Regions from separate parts of the Pan troglodytes genome. Here regions 2 and 3 are each linked to region 1. Evidence: chromatin contacts called from public Hi-C data. All regions are on one chromosome and are shown on one strand. Each heading gives the region's core, a stretch centred on a gene start, on an enhancer-like site or on the middle of the called end of the contact. The rest is flanking DNA. Distances are from core to core; before and after follow the strand shown.

What was found. A called contact is a pair of places that touch in the nucleus more often than the background predicts.
Region 2: a contact with region 1 is called in a Hi-C map of stem cell-derived neural progenitor cells, with 11 times the contacts expected there. The contact joins the promoter of PRAG1 here to the enhancer-like site in region 1. A contact is called at or near these places in 2 of 7 Hi-C or Micro-C datasets (induced pluripotent stem cells and stem cell-derived neural progenitor cells) and 1 of 1 datasets of contacts at active chromatin or transcription factors (stem cell-derived excitatory neurons).
Region 3: a contact with region 1 is called in a Hi-C map of stem cell-derived neural progenitor cells, with 2.5 times the contacts expected there. The contact joins two enhancer-like sites. A contact is called at or near these places in 1 of 7 Hi-C or Micro-C datasets (stem cell-derived neural progenitor cells) and 1 of 1 other capture datasets (stem cell-derived neural stem cells).

Annotation. Positions count from the first base shown.
Region 1 is chr7:14,644,479-14,647,944 of NHGRI_mPanTro3-v2.0_pri, forward strand. No RefSeq gene overlaps it. Among named protein-coding and RNA genes, the nearest start is that of CLDN23, 37 kb to the right of the region's middle. Within about 2 kb of position 1,618, at least 8 of the 24 cell types and tissues checked have an H3K27ac peak or open chromatin away from gene starts, as enhancers often do. A contact at or near this core is called in induced pluripotent stem cells, stem cell-derived neural progenitor cells and stem cell-derived neural stem cells, where this site is marked.
Region 2 is chr7:14,369,170-14,373,061 of NHGRI_mPanTro3-v2.0_pri, forward strand. PRAG1 (PEAK1 related, kinase-activating pseudokinase 1) reads right to left here and starts at 2,313. Exons shown (of 6, transcript XM_001136236.8): 1 at 2,147-2,313.
Region 3 is chr7:14,305,537-14,308,956 of NHGRI_mPanTro3-v2.0_pri, forward strand. All of the region lies in intron 5 of PRAG1 (PEAK1 related, kinase-activating pseudokinase 1), which reads right to left. Among named protein-coding and RNA genes, the nearest start is that of PRAG1, 64 kb to the right of the region's middle. Within about 2 kb of position 1,630, at least 18 of the 24 cell types and tissues checked have an H3K27ac peak or open chromatin away from gene starts, as enhancers often do. A contact at or near this core is called in stem cell-derived neural progenitor cells and stem cell-derived neural stem cells, where this site is marked.

The sequences.
Region 1 (3,466 bases), core at 368-2,867:
CCCAATATAGAATTAGGGAAATAACTTAAAGATTCAGATCTCCTCAACATCAAATTTCCAGCAGTGTAGACTCTAGCAGCTCATCTTTGTGCAATTACAAGCTGCTTCATTACTTCTTTTCCTTTGCCCTCTTGGTTCATCAAGCTCACTGAGTTTTATGAAAGAAAAGCTAATCTTGCTATATAATTGCATTAATTATTGCCACATGAGCCACTCAGCAGGGGCAAATAGCAAGCCTGGTATAATGAGTAAACTAGAAGAAGTAACCATTTATAGCCACTCATAGGATAGGCCAAGTCAAAGTCACCATGAAATGATAGGTTGTTTTCTCCAAAACATGACAGCTACCAAAAGAAAGTATAACTTTCATTTAAGATATGCAAGGTGGCCAGGCTTGGTGGCTCCTGCCTATAATCCTAGCACTTCTGGAGACCAAGGCAGGAGGATCACTTGAGCCTAGCAGTTCAAGGCCAGCCTCGGCAACATAGTGCGACCCTTGTCTCTACAAAAAATACAAAAATTAGCCAGGCATGGTGGCACATGCCTGTGGTCCTAGTTACTCGGGATGCTGAGGTGGGAGAATCACCTGAGCCAGGGAAGTCGAGACTGCAGTGAGCTGTGATCACAACACTGCACTCCAGCCTGGGCAACAAAGTGAGATTTTGTATACATATATATATATATATGCAAGGTGTCATATCCATTCAATCTGCATGTGGGGACACAGACAACACTGAAACACTGTAGCTTTTTTTTTTTTTTTAGCTGGAGTCTTGCTTTGTCGCCCAGGCTGGAGTGCAGGGGCACAATCTCAGCTCGCTGCAACATCTGCCTCCGAGGTTCAAGTGATTCTTCTGCCTCAGCCTCCCAAGTAGGAGGGATTACAGGCACCTGCCATCATGCCCGGCCAAGTTTTGTATTTCTGTAGAGATGGGGTTTCACCATGTTGGCCAGGGTAGTCTTGAACTCCCGACCTCAGGTGATCTACCAGCCTCAGCCTCCCAAAGTGCTGGGATTACAGGCGTGAGCCACCGCGCCCGGCCACGAAGCAGCATATCTCTTGTGATGCTTCTTGGAGGGAAAAGCAATCTGTAATCAAATTGTTTGAGAACTGTTAATTACAAATAAACCCCTTCCTAGAGATGCACACTTAATAAAGATGACCCAGGTGTGTGCAGGAAAGAAAACTGTTTCACTTGAACTTCAATTTCATTCCAGAATTTCCCAATCTTATTTGATACATATTCTGTTCAGGTTTTAGAGTTGAGTTCAATGGAAGACAAGTGGAGATGTGTGCTTACTTCACACAGTAGGCAGAGTCATTTTGGAAGCAAACCTATCAAAATCCCTGGAAACTCAAATGTTTCTTCCTAGAAAATATTTTGGGAAATGTGGAGCTAGAGATTTAAATTCTTTCCATGTTTGTTTATCCTGTCCCCTCTTTCGGGTGATACTCCACTCTAGGTCAAGGGTTGATAATATGTCAAGTGGTGAGAAAAATTCCAAGCATAGCTAATGGAAATTGCCACCCCAACGTCACCCCCAGCTGATGTCAAGCACTCATGCAGTCCGTGGTCTCTGCAGATAAAAATGCATCCTCAGTGACTCAAGAATTCCAGGCATTCTGATCAGTTGTGTACTGTCTCCCCAAAGCATTCAACAGACATTCTCCAAGCACCTATCTTGCGCTAGGCTCAGTGCATTACCAGCAAGCATCCCAGGCAGGGCACTCATTTTGCAAGCTCGCAGAAAGTGTGGTCATGCCAAGTAAGTGTCCAGGAGGGATTATAACTCATGGGATTCTGGGGAAGAGGATGAGCAGCCAGCCTGGAAGGTGACAGACAGTCCCAGCACAAAAACCCTTCAACAAGGTCATGGGGTAAGAGCTGCCATCTCCCAGGCAGGGCTCTGGATGGGCCCGAATGGATGGGATAGCAAACTCACTCCGTAAAAGCAAAGGAAATTTGTGACAGGCATCAGCCACTGAAAAAAAATGTCTTCAAGTTGACAGCAGAGCAGGAAGTAGGAAAGGGAGAAATGGAAGAAACTGAAAGAATAAATTACTTTCCACTTTGCATTGATTCTAAGATGTAGATTTTTTTCACCTTTTAACAGCTCTGAATTCTCTGACATTGGAATAGATCGAAAGCATTCTACAATCGCCGCCCGCCAGGCGCCCACGTGACCTCGTTGTCTTTGCGGCATGTGCAAACTTGTTCACAGCTGTGGCTGTTGTCATCACTTCAGCGGGATTATGTGCACTGTTGGCACTTCATGTGCCGGGTTTAATTGCCATGTAAAATGCCTTCAGAAAGATTATACTATGATTCAGCATTGAAAGGAAAACTTAAGGTGTATTCAGAAGGTGAGGAGACAGAGCGGGTGGGGCGGGGGGGTACATACATTTGTTATTTGTGAAGTGAATATTCATGACGGGAGGAATGCTTGCAATTCCATATTCTCTTGCAGAACAAACCAAGTGCTTTACAACCTTGCTGCTCAAAGTGTGGTCCACAGACCAGCAGCATCGCCTGGGAGATGGATCGAAATTCTGAATTTCAGGCTCTGCCCCAAACCTACTGAATCAGGATCTGCATTTTAACAAAGTCCCATTGATTTGTAGACATATTAAAGTCTGAGTGCCCTGCTTTAGTGAACATAAAGTGAAGCTAATTCATACCGAATTATCGAGCTATAAAAAGGGAATGCCCAGCAGAAGCCAAGCAGTGCAGCTGAAGGCAGGGGAAATTGTCAAGCCCTTTAGAATCCATGAAAGAAATTCCAATGCAACAAAGAGGTTGGTGTGGCCAATTCACTCATCAGGCAGGCCTGTCATTAAGACACCATGTCATAGTCTCATTGACAATGATTTTTCCTCTCTTTGTGGTACATCAGCTAATGATGGAGCTTAAAATGAAGGACATTTTAGATTCAATTAAATACAGCAAGTGGTATTTCTCCAGGGCACTGTAAGAGATTAAAATAAAGGCATCTCCATCAGTGAGGCGGAGCTGGGAGGCAGCAGAAGATGGACAGTGCCACTGCAGTCCAAGCGGGAGAAGCAAGGACACTAGGAAAGTTCATGAGTCACCCAAGACCTGGCCAGGGCAAGGGAGGGACACATGGGGGCTGAGGTCCCTGTGACATTGCTGGTCGTGAACCATCCTGCCTGCATACTGCAGGTTCTAGAGCTACCTAAGACCTCCAACTAAAAATAATAATGATAATACTCAATTCCTTATTCTTTTCAAATAATTGTTAAAATTATTATTATTATTTTGAGGCACAGTCTCACTCCATCGCCCAGGCTGGAGTGCAGTGTCACTATCTCAGCTCACTGCAACCTCCACCTCCCGTTCAATAATTCTCGTGCCTCAGCCTCCCAGGGAGCTGGAAATACAGGCCTGTGCCACCACACTCAACTAATTTTTGCATTGTTAGTAGAGACGGGGTTTCACCATGCTGG
Region 2 (3,892 bases), core at 1,063-3,562, 270 kb before region 1:
CAAAGCAGCAGTTTTGCTTGGCGACTGATTGCCTCCTCAACAGGCAAGTAAGAACACAAACTTGTTTTTGGGGAAGGGGTGACATTGGTACCAGAGGCCCTACTTTCTAAGATTCCCCAACCTTTGCACAGCCCTGGGAGTGTGGAAGGATCTGGATTGCTAGCGTGGGGGAAGTTTCCTTGAGAATGTCTCATCAGTTTACGAGCACTCTTTGCTCCCATTCTCAGCTCAGAAATCCTTGGATGTTTAGAGGCAACTTTCATCACACGACTGCCGGGGACGGATGGACGCAAAGATTTTTAAAGGGAAGTCATTGAATAAGAAAAGAACAAATGAAGCCCTGGGCTTCCCACTGTCATTGACTCACTGCATCCTGTTAAAACTGGTTTCTCAGTCGCAGCAAACAGAATTTACCACCGCATGCAGCCAAAAAAAAAAAAAAAAAAAACTCTTTTCCCGTTGCACTTCTGTGCCTGGAATTATCTCCTATTTGTTTTAAGTAAAAGATGGTGAGAAACACAAGTGGCACCCACAAAGCCTTGCCTCGCCTTGCCTGGCGCAGCAGTGCCAGCTCTCCACAGCATGGGGAAGGCACTTCCCAGCCCACATTCCTTACTTCTGAGGGGAGGCAGCCCCCAGAATTATGCAAATCCCCCCCATTTCAGTAGGAGGCTGCAGTGTCAGATTAGAAAAAAGAGCTCAGCATTCTTTCTGATCCAAGTCATGAAAAAAATGTCTTTGCCTCTGCAAACTTCTGCACTAGATTTGTGGCTACAGTTTGCAAGACTGAAGCTGTCAGATACACTCCCACCCCATTTCAAAAAAGAATCTGAAGAATCAAGGTGGCCAGATCTTTAAGATTAAATATTTTGGCCCAAAATACCCCCTCAGACTTACATCAGAAGTTGCTTATGCCTTATTCTGAAGTGACAGAATTGCAGAAAACATTCACCTAAAATTTTTTTCTGTATGTTACAGTTAAATTAATGCAACGCCAGTAAAAGGAAAGAAATATGTGTGGAAAGTGTCTGAACTTCAGCACACTCCACTGGCCAGGGTTGACCAGGCAGAAAGGAGAAAGTGACAACTTTACCACCCACTAGCCCCCTGCCTCCCTACTCACGCAGAGGGTAAATTACGATATTCACCCAACTTTTCCTTTTCTTTTTTCTTCCTCCAGTGCTGGAGGAAAGAAAGAAAATCTCAGAGGGAGGAATGTGGTTTTGCACCCACCACAGTCGAAACCAATCAGACCTCAGGAGAAAAATAACTGCGGAATTCCCTAGGGCTTTCTGTCAAATTTTCTTCTCAGAAAGGGAAGGGGAGAGGAGTTGTTAAGGATAGTTCAGGCCAGTGATCAGGAAAGCCTTCTGAACCTGACTCCGCACTGAAAGCATCGCAAAACTCCTCGCCCCTAGACCACTGGGCTTTGCTATCGGCTCTGCAAAACCATGTGCAGGGAGAGCTTACCTGAGAGAAACGCACACACCGTGAGCTGGCGCTCTCCGCTGCGAATGCCCGGCCGCCTCCATGCCCAGCAGAGGATTCTATGTTCTAAGTGTGTGTGTCCCCGGATACCAGCAAAGGTTAATAACGTGCTCACAGCATGCGTTTCAGAGGGCTCAGCCAGGGCTCGGGGAAAAGGGCATCATCTCGTTGCCTCTGGAGCCCCGCTGCTGCATACTGGGAGCTACCCTGCACCCCCAAACCATCCCCCCGGGTCCTGGTCCCAGCAGCCAGGCGGCCTTCCGTCTCTCCCCCTTGACAATACTCTAGCGGTGGAAAGCAGTCCTCAAAGCGCTTCAGCCTCCGGCCGCAGACAGAGCAGCAAGACCAGAGAAACCATCCCAACAGTCGGTCCTCCCTCCTGGAACTCGTAGGAAAGTTTCCCCGTTTTAAAGAGCGCGATTCTCGAATGAATCAAAAACACCCTCCAGCTCCTCGGTCCTCCCGGCCGGGCGCCTCCCTGCACCTCGGGCACCACCCCGGGCTCACGCGGCCCCGGCACTGCCCACTTCCCGAGCGGTCGCCTGTCACCCCGGGGGTCGCCCGCTCGGCGATCGCAGCGCCCCTCCAAAGCTCCCCTCTGCGACCACGCTCGCCAGACAAAAAGAGGCCGAATTTGGAGAGCGCGTCGCGGGCTCACCTCTGGGCTGCGCTCCCCTGGCCCCTCCGTCGGTCTCCGAGCCGCCAGCCGCCCGGCCGGAGCATTGTTCGCAGAAGGTCTGCGCGCGGTGCGTGCCCGGCCGCGGGCGGGTGGCGTCTGCCTGGGCCCGGCGGCCGGGTGGCAGCTGCGAGCGCGGCTCCGCCCCCTCCGCCTCCGGTGACGCCGCCCGCCCCAGCTCACGCCGCACCTCCGCAGTCCCTGCCGCCGCCCCGCCCCGCCTGGCCCGCGCGCCCCGCCGCCCGGCTTGCGCCTGCCGCTCCCACCCGGCGGTCTCCTACCCCCAGGGCCCCGACTCCTCCAAAGTCTCCAGGCCCCGGGACTCCCTCTCTTGCCCACCCTCCCGCCCCGGACCGGCAGGCTCCGCCCCCAGCCCCAGACTTGGCGCGGGCTGACCCCCGAGCCCAGCACCCGTTTGCACCCCCTCCTCGGTGGGGACCCTGCACAGCTCTGCAGGGGCGAGCTCTGGCGTTGCAGTCCTCCTTTTGCCATCATGCGTGTATAGGTGCCCGGCATCACTTCATCCAGCCGGCCCTGCGGGACCCTGGGAAGAGAGGGAGAAGGAAGGGGAAACGAGGAAGTGTGGGGTCGGGAGTGGAATACAGGTCAGGGTCCGAGGCGGGCTCTGAAAGCCACGTGAGCACAGCGAGCCTGAGCTCTCCCTACCTCTGGGAAGAGGGTGGCGCCAGAGGGAGCAGGGCTGGAAGTCCCGGTGGCGGATTCCAGGTTCCGCTCAGTCCCTGGACTGCAGGATTCTGGCAAATTGCTTAACCTCTTTGAACTTTAGTTTTCTGGATGTAGAATGCAAGCGTTGCACTGCAGGGACCTGGCCTTCTACCGTGCTGGGACATCCAAGTCTTCCGCAGGCCAGTAATACACCTGTGTTTACACCGATTCCAGTGAGTCATTCACTGAGATAGAAGGAGTTCGAGATAGTCCTCGGGCTAAAAAAATCTTTTAACTGGGAGTATAATAGCTTAGGACCCAGTCAGTCCTGTAGCTTGACCTGGGTATTTTCTCGGGGAGCCAGGGCTATGGTCACCTCCCAGGGCCATGCCGGGTGGGGAGAATTCAGTGAAATGGAACAGGAAGAGGACCCCCCTCCCCCAAAAAACACAATACCTGCGGCTTCTCTCGCCCTCTATCCCCTCCCCAGGAAGGCAGTTTATTTTGACTCCAGTGAAGGTCGTCTGCCAATCAGCCTGCGAGCCCCCACCCACCGAGAGGAGGAAGATGGGCCCCCACCCCCACCCCCAGATCCCTGGCTCTCCTCTTTGCTGCTGTGGGTGTGGACAGAGAGGGAAGATGTGTATTTGAGGTTTGGCTTCTGTGTGAGGAAAGGGAAAAAAGGATCCAGGGAATTCTTCCTCATGTTCCAGTGACACCCATGCCTCCTAAGAGGATAGAATCTGGGGGAAGCTGTAGAGGGATGGGAGTGCAATGGACATTCCTTAAGGACCTACCCAGCGCTAAGCAATCCTATGAGGAGAGCATCATTATCCCCATTCTACAGATAAGAAAACTGAGGCTCGGGGGCCTCACAATTTGCTGGGGTTCCTCAGCTGAAAAGTGGTAGTACTAAGATTGGAACCAAAGGCTGTCTGGCTTCGCTGGTAGGCAAGTCTACTCTGCCACTCCGCCCTTGCCAAGTGCAGGTAGTCCAGCCCTATTTTTCTCTCTTCCCTAAGTGGAGAGAAATCATTTGAACAAATACTGGCCGTGCGCGGT
Region 3 (3,420 bases), core at 380-2,879, 340 kb before region 1:
GTGATTCTCCTGCCTCAGCCTCCCGAGTGGCTGGGATTACAGATGCCTACCACCACACCTGGCTAATTTTTGTATTTTTTATTTTTTAGTAGAGATGAGGTTTCACCATGTTGGCCAGGCTGGTCTTGAACTCCTGACCTCGTGATCTACCTGCCTTGGCCTCCCAAAGTGCTGGAATTACAGGCATGAGCCACTGCACCTGGCTGCTTTTGCCCCTTTTGCTTGGCTTCTCCTTGCTGCCACCATGTGAAGGACGTGTTTGCTTCCCCTTCCACCATGACTGTAAGTTTCCTGAGGCTTCCCCAGCCATGCTGAACTGTGAGTCAATTAAATCTCTTTCCTTTGTAAATTACCCAGTCTCAGGTATGTCTTTATTAGCATCGTGAGAACTAAACATCAGGTGACTCAAATTTTTCCTTGCCTTACACGTATCCAGAAATCACTGGAAAGCGCTTCGAGTATTGATTTTGGAATTACACATAAATTTGAGCGGGTAGATGATTTTGCAAATACAGAATCCATAAATAATGAAGATGGACGGTATTTATCTCAAAGCATGTTTTCTCCTCTGAATGACAGGGGCAGGGATAGTCCTTCCTCGTAGGGCCATTGTGAGGATCAGATGAAATGATGCAGGCATGGCTCTCAGCGCCAGGCCCAGCCCAGGGCAAGCACAATGGGGAAGGTTGCTATGGTGACTGCTCTTGCCATCTCGGCTGTAGCCCTCTGGTGATGCGGAGGCATCCAGAGCTGGCCTGCAGGTATTGTGCAAACCCGAAGAGCACAGCTGCCCAGGGGCCTGGGAAGAGTTTCCAAGGCTCCTTTTTCTCAGGGGTATGAAAAGCCTGGGCCCAGCAAACACTTGAGGCCTGGAGCTCCAGTCAGGCTGCTGACATTTTGCACAGAGATGTAAATGAAGGAGCAGAGTAAATGGCAACTGGGCTGGATGCATTTCAAAATCAGTGCACTGGGCCTTTGGCAAGACCCGCAGCTTCCTCAAAGCCCAGCAACGGAGAGGGCTGCGTTGGGCGCATGCTAACTAGCCCTGTGAGTGAGCTGTAGGCCCGCGCCGGAGATCATTCTACAGCACTGGGTGGGGGAAGGGGCGGTGGGGGACGGAGTGGCTTTTTCTCCATCTCCATCTCCCTACTCCCTGCCCCCACCCTCATTTCATTTTCAGGGGGCCCTGCACTCGGATTTTTAGCTCTAGAACTTTACATAGACTCTTGGTTCAGCTCAAGTTTCAAACGTTTTGCTGAGCCAGGACTCATTTAAACTTTGGAGTCAGGGCCTCATTCACGGGCTAAAGTCTGGGCTAAATCATGTCTGTTAAATAAAAAAGGCCCAGCAGCTTAAAACGGGGCCCTAATTACCAAGCCAGAATTCTGTCTAGATGGCTGAGAAATGAAACTGCTTCGAAAACGCACACACAACTAATGATTTTTTTTTTTCCTGTCACCTATTCATGCGGTGGAGCCACAAGAACCAGCTTAATCTCCTCACTGCTGCAGGGCGCTGAGCCCAAAGTAGTAGGTTCCAGCATCAGCAAGGAGCAGGTGTGAGCCTGCTATTGTTAACTAGGACTCCGCGACCGCAAACGAGGCTCCGTCTGCCTTCAGTGCCGGCTCCCTGTTTAACATGTGCAGATAAAATGCGCTCAGCCTCAGACAGGCAGCTCGCTGGCTGGGAAGGGAGACCCACTCCCCCTCCTGCGGATCCCCAGATGACTGTATTTCGTCTAGACTGGAGAGCTAATGAAGTGGAACAGCTGCCCGTGCGAAATGATGCTCCAGGGCCCCCACGGCCCGCCCCCACAATGACCAGGCCAGGCACATTTGCAAATTAATATTGTTCCTGGTAACGTTGTTCCAAGAATTACCATCCTCTGCATATTGGATGCTAGTCTCCAACTTTCCTTTTTCACGTGGCACAGAGACGGTCCTTGAGCTACCACGTCTCCGGGAAAGTCAACTAGGAAACCCCTGCGGCTCCTGTTTAGAAGCTAAGGCTTATCTTTTGGTTTCTGTGTGGCTTCTGTTTCTAATGAAATAAGGAGCAACACTTGTTTTTAACATTCTTAAGGAAAGTTAAATTTCTTTTGTGTTGTTTATTAGAGAATACGGCTAATTCTGCAGTAATATATGGGGCCCTAGAATCCAAGCTGCACAGCACAATTATTTATGTTTGTGAAAAACAAAACTGTGGCGGGGCACGGTGGCTCATGCCTGTAATCCCAGCACTTTCGGAGGCCGAGGCAGGTGGATCACAAGGTCAGGAGTTCGAGACCAGCCTGGCCAATATGGTGAAACCCCATCTCTGCTAAAAATACAAAAATTAGCCAGGCGTGGTGAGGGGGCGGCGCCTGTAGTCCCAGTTACTCAGGAGACTGAGGCAGGAGAATCGCTTGAACCCAGGAGATGGAGGTTGCAGTCAGCCGAGATCACACCACGTACTCCAGCCTGGGCAACAGAGCGAGACTCTGTCTCTAAATAAATACATTAATAATAATTAAAAAAAAAAAAAAACCGTTTGTCCCAAGGGCCCCTTACTTCTTGCAGAAGGGTCACCTCACTTTCTATACCATGGACAAGAGGAATTCAGTGTCTTCCACCAGGCTTTTTCCTCCTCAAAACAGAAAGGTCAGCTGTCTCTTGATACTGAATAATATTATTCAGTATATATTATTTATAATAATACTATTACTACTACTATTAATAATATTCAGTATATATAAATAATAAATAATTATAAATAATATATACTGAATATTAGTATTATTACTACTATTAATTATAACTACTATATATTATTTATATATACTGAATATTAATAGTAATAATAATATTACTTAAATATTATTTAATATTATTTTTTAAATGTTAGCAATATTATTTTTAAAAATTGTTGGTAAGCAAGCTACCCCACCAAGGCCATTTCAAATTAGCTTATTCTTTGCACTTTTCTAACTGGAAAAAAAAGGGATGTCTTAGGGCAGGTGATGAGAGAAGATAGCTCAGGGTCTCCCTCCTGACTCCCAATAAAAGCCCACATTTATAGAAGGGCCAGGGTCTCAATAGGTAATCAAGGAACAGCAAAAGAAGATGACAAATAGGGCCACAGGAAGGACTGGAGTTCATGGTAGAGACTCCAGTGGCCCAAATGGGTGCAGATGGCTCAACTAGCTCACACAGAGCTGCACTCTGACAGTGCAATACAGTGTGGGTAGCAAGAGGCCTGATCCAGCATCAAAGGTTAAAGAGCTGTGCTGCCTTGAGCTAGTCACTTAATGTCTCTGAACTTCATTTATCTTAAATGGTAGGGACATAACTTAGGCTTTGGAGACAGACACAGAAGAGCTCAAATCCATTCCAGCCACCAACTAGCTATGGGCAAATTAGTTAACCACTTTGAGCCTCAGAT